Regions from separate parts of the Zea mays genome. Here region 1 is linked to region 2. A link is a contact called in public Hi-C data. All regions are on one chromosome and are shown on one strand. Each heading gives the region's core, a stretch centred on a gene start, on an enhancer-like site or on the middle of the called end of the contact. The rest is flanking DNA. Distances are from core to core; before and after follow the strand shown. Region 1 holds the start of LOC100274145. Region 2 holds the start of LOC100273919.

Evidence for each region. Hi-C and Micro-C count contacts between places; a contact is called where the count stands out from the background.
Region 1: a contact with region 2 is called in a Hi-C map of endosperm, with 2.5 times the contacts expected there. The contact joins the promoter of LOC100274145 here to the promoter of LOC100273919 in region 2. A contact is called at or near these places in 2 of 25 Hi-C or Micro-C datasets (ear and endosperm).

What each region holds. Positions count from the first base shown.
Region 1 is chr3:144,694,729-144,697,428 of Zm-B73-REFERENCE-NAM-5.0, reverse strand. It overlaps LOC100274145, which reads left to right and starts at 1,391. Exons shown (of 5, transcript NM_001148523.1): 1 at 1,391-1,465.
Region 2 is chr3:144,204,217-144,206,916 of Zm-B73-REFERENCE-NAM-5.0, reverse strand. LOC100273919 reads left to right here and starts at 1,445. Exons shown (of 3, transcript NM_001320096.1): 1 at 1,445-1,896; 2 at 2,434-2,700. The coding sequence starts at 1,533.

The DNA of each region.
Region 1 (2,700 bases), core at 142-2,641, 490 kb before region 2:
ATGTGCATATACTTCTAGAAGAAGATGTTTTGCCTTATTGATACGATTTTGCAAGGATCAGGGGAGCACATTTCTAAAGTTAGCCCTTGTAGAAGATTCGATAGAATCTAGATCCCAAAGGATCGAAATCTGTCCCAATGACAGTTGTTGTACTCTTTTTCCCTTGGTGAGTTTTCTTGAAGTTTATCACATGAGGTTTTTTTAACGAGGCAACAAAGTGCAAAAAATGCAATTTGTATCACCATGCACTCTTTCTCCACATTTTTTCCACTGAGTTTTTCGGAGTTTTAACGAGGCATGTGTTGGTCGCGGTATTCGCCCAAGGGGGAGTGTTAAGTAACCCTAGTTAGGGTTATGTGGGCAAATACCTGCTTTGCCCTTGAGGGGTCTTACATGTCTATATAAGGAACTTGTACACCCCCTCATAATACAGAGATCAGAAAGAGGCCAGAGGCCCAACCCTATACCATGTGTCTTGTGTGTTTCCTCTGTCGTGCTTATGTGAAGGGAGACAGATCTTCTACAGCTTCTCACGCCTCTACTGCTGACGGGAGGGAAGGGAGCGGATCTGGTGATCCGTGGTGACGTAGTTGTCAACATTCCCAACCAACGACGCGCGTTTTAACTCTCTTCAAGACCCAAACATAGCCGCCGCTCTAAATTCACCATGGAACCATGCCGCTTGGCAAATTCATCCACAACACGTTGAGGTTGTGCGCCATTGCCAAACCGATTCCACCTCTTAGCGCTGTTTGTTTGACCTTTTTTTCAGCTTCTGTTCACCAAAAATTGATGCATAATGCTAAACGCTCTGACTTTTTAGTCTATTTTTATAAGAATCGGTTTAATAAAAACCATTCAAAATTAATATAAACATATGACCATCCATAATCACTTCGTTCTCTATTCTACACTTGCTTCCTATTATAAAATCACAAGCTATTCACATTGACTCATCGCTGAAGCATTAAAGTTTTCATTCTACATTAACCTGAAGCTGAAGCTGCACACTCACTGAAACTGCACCCAACGTTCGCTGAAACTCCACATTCACTGCAGCAGCAGGTGGGAGGTGGCGCAACAGATGCGAGCGAGAGCATCAGACTGATTTCAACGGTTCCCCGCCTCGGCCTCGGCCTCGGCCTCCCCCACCCCTGTAGCCGTTTAGGGCTTGTTTGGCAGCCCAATTCCCTGCAGGGAATATGGTATTTTCCCTGTGTCAATGGCCCACGTGGGAAGATTTCACGTGACACATTTTTTGCATGTTTGGAAGATAGCTTCGCTGGGATACCGGCCCACCCTTGACTCCTTGAGCCATGTTTCCGCGGGGATATTGGTCCGGCCTCCAGACATCAGGCAGCTCTCCCGAGCATGACGCTGTCTCTGTTCACAACTCTTCCGAGCACGCCGCCGTCAGTCCTTTGTCATCATCATCAGCTCAGATCTAGCAGCTTCGCCTTCTCAGGTAAGGGCTCCGCTCACATCTTCATATCCCTGCTACTAGGTTTTCTTCGTTTATCCTCGCTCGGATTCTTGCAGATCTCGCTCACCTTGTAGATCTCGCTCAGATTCGTTTGTTCTCGCCAGACGCGCCCACTTCGCAGCCGCCGCTATGCCTATGCTACCGCATGGGCCTCTGCGCCTGGGAGGCTTGCGGCTGCCAGGCTTAAGTCACGGGGCAGCAGGAGTTCAGTTTTTTTAGGCCTTTGAAACAAGGCTAGCGCATATTAGCATCGAGAGTCAGGAGAGTACGAATGGGAAGTACCGTCATAAAATTATCTTTGCTACTAGCAATAGGAAGCACCGTCATAAAATTAACTCTGGTAATAAAATCGATTGGATATATATTGTTTCTAGGAAACTAGGAAGGATCCCGTGTAGAAAGTGTGGATAGATAGCCTTTTTCATCGGATCATTTGGTTTTTTCTTAAAATATTTCTTTCAAAACAGTCTCACTTTTTTCTTAAGTTGTATTGGTGCTCCCTAAGATCGAAAGCAGGAATACTACTTTTCTGCAAAATCACAAAAATGCACACATTTGGGACCTTTCCTAAGCTGTGTCTTCGAGCAACCAAAAAGCTGATGTTAGTTTATTTTCATTTTTTTGAGAGAAGAAAATTCTTTGCTTGATGCTTAATCAGAGATGAAAATATTGATCATTTTTTACATGTGCGCTGATCATTTTTTTACTGGACTGCTGTCAGGTATAATTGGAGTGCTGTCATAAGTGGAGTGTTGTTAGTTACATGTGTGCTGATCATTCTAATCACATTGTTCGTCGTTAATCATGTGAAGAAAATATTCAAAGTTATAACTTGAATTTTTGTTGAATCTGGCAATTGTATGGCCTAGAATTTATTGTTCATTAGTCAGAAAGACTACTTAAGTTCGTTAGTTCAGGTCTTGCTGATTTACTTTGCAGCAACATGGTATATAAACCTGATGCATTCTCTGATGAACAGACTTTATACACCATCACTCACATTCTGATGAACAGACTTTAATTATAATGGCTAGATGCACTTATTGTTTTCGTTTGTACTCTATAAATCAATTACATGTTTCCTTAGTGGAAGACCACAAGTCTAGACTAGTAGTCTAGTATTGGATCCCTTGGGACTGAATGATCTCTTTATGATTTTGGTTTCAGCTTACATGAGCACATATTGTGTGGCAACAACTTCATTTTGCCATCCAAGA
Region 2 (2,700 bases), core at 196-2,695:
TGAAAAAATTAAGTGTTCTGAATGCTTCTCACAACTGTGTTTCAGGTTACTACTAGATCGTGGTTCGCCATCGATGCTATGCACAGGCCATACTGGATTTCTATGCTTGTTGACATGAATGTGCTTCGCTCCCTTCATGTTTAAGCCTAAGCAGCTTGATGTGCTTGTGCCAAAGACTTTTTAAGAACTGCGCAGCAAACCAACGCTTACATCGTGCTTTTGTGTACAACGATCATCTGCTTGTTGCACCGTACATGTATAGTCTATGGAGCTGTAAACTGTTAGAGTTATGTACTGTTGTACTGAACACCGTTCCGCAACTGCATGTACGCTGTCTTTTAGAGACAGTTGTAGAACCTGCGCTCGCGCCATATGTATTATATTGTCATATTGTATCCTACAATATGTTTGTGTTCCTACAATGTGTTTGTGTTTCTACACTGTGTTTATATATAATGTATATGGAAGTAGGGCGCCGCGAAGCGCGCCTCCTTTTCCTAGTGTGATATATGAGGCGCCGTCTGCCACAGGGCGCATCTAGGCCTGGGCCCATGAGGCCTGAAGGCGGTTACGCCCTTCCAGTCCACTGGTCCAGCAAGATCTATAGGTGTACATTCGGGCCGCCCGGCCCGGCCCGGCCCAAGCCCGAAAAGACCCGTATTGTTTGAATTTCGGGCCGGCCCGGTCCGTTTGAATTTCGGGCCGTGCCGGGCCGGCCCATGGGCCTCGCCCTCGACCCACGGCCCGGCCCGTAATTGCTTAAACGTGCCGGGCTTATTTCGGGCGGCCCGAAATTATAAAAGCCCGAAATTCAATTTTTGGCCCGAAATTCACATTAGGGCCCGAAATTCAATTTTTGGCTCGAAATTCAGTTTTTGGCCCGAAATTCACGTTAGAGCCCTAAATTCAAAAAAATAATAAAACAAATAAAAGATAAGACAAATAAATTTGAACAAAATCAAACTTAATATTTGTATTAAAGTTACCACAGCTATGCAATGACTACCTCGTTTATAAATCATTTTGTTAGAAGAAAAAAGAGTATAATCAGCTCTATACAAAGTTCGTAAGTTCAGTTTATTGTCTAATGTTCATAACAAAAGTAAAATTACATCACACACTCTAATTCAAAGATACAAAAAACATCTAACTAGCATTATCTCTAGCTTTGTGTTCTTTATCAAGTATATGAAAGTGTGGAATTAAGTGTGTTTTAATAAATATATGGGCCTTTTCGTGCCTCTATATGGGCCTTTTCGTGCCTGCCTTAAACGGGCCGTGCTCGTGCCCGCCCATGGGCCGTGACCTCGGCCCAAACTCGGCCCGGCACTAAATTATTTTGGGCCGTGCCGTGCCTGGGCCGTGCTTTTTTTCCGTGCTTCGGGCCGGCCCATCAGGCCCGACCCAAATGTACACCTATAGCAAGATCCTTCATTTCGTACCCTCGTGCGTGGCAAAAGTGGAATGCCGAAAGGGTTTCTCCAAAACCCTCTCCAACAAAATCGCAACCGCCGGCGAGGATCGGCGCCGCCATGTCCCAGATCCTCCGCCACCGCCTGTCGGCTCACTACCACGGAGTCTGCGGCCACTGCTGCCGCCGCCTCAGCTCCGCCGTCTACGGCGGCGGCGGGAGTCGCCGCGCCGTCGCCGCGCCGCCGCAGGACGGCGAGGGCAGCCGAGCGGTGAGGGTGTCTGTGTGGTGGGACTTCGAGAACTGCCACATCCCCAACGGCGTCAACGTCCACCGCGTTGCCCCGCGCGTTTCCGCCGCCCTCCGCGCCGCCGGCATCCGCGGGCCGCTCTCCATCACCGCCTTCGGGGACGTGCTGCAGCTCGCGCGCTCCTCCCAGGAGGCGCTCGCCGCCACGGGCGTCTCCATCTCCCACGTCCCAAGCAGTTGCGTGCTCGCCTCCCCGCCCCATTAATTCTGCTCCGTTCCGTTCCATTCCCTTGTTTTATCTTTTATGATTGCGGGAGCGTCTTCGTCTTCCATAAGTTGTTCCTGCATCTTTTATTGAATGTTTTGTTGGCGGGTTGGTGACTGTATATGCACTTTCCATGGTTTGTGAAGATATGGATGCTAAATTTGACAGGATCTTGTATTTGGTTCATTTCTTTTTTTATTGTTCACAAAGTTTGATCCCTAATTTAGTTGCCACCTGACCACAGGGATGTCCGTCCTCTTGCTGTACGTTAACAGATTGGAAAAATAACTAAGTATTCAGAAAAGTTTGACCGAGGACAACACTAAGACAACTAACATTTGAAACGGCAGGAGTAGATCACATAAGGGGCAATGCTAAGTAGCAAAAGTTGCATTGCTACCCTCAATTTTACAAAGTTGGCATCCTCTATTTTCACTTGATTTTAAATTCTGTTTGGGTTGTGGTTTTTTTATTACTTTGAACTAACAGTGTTGTTTCCATGATGTAGGTGGGAAGAATAGTTCTGACCGCTCTTTTATGGCTGATCTTGTCTACTGGATTGCTCAGAATCCGCCACCAGTTCATTTTTTCCTTATATCTGGCGATAGAGATTTTGCAAACATCTTGCATCGGTTGAGAATGAGCAACTACAATGTACTGCTTGCTTGTCCTAGTAGTGCTACCAGTGTACTGTGCAGTGCAGCAACAATCATGTGGCCTTGGGAAGGCTTAGTTAGAGGAGAGGATTTGTCACCAAAACGTTTTAACAACCCGC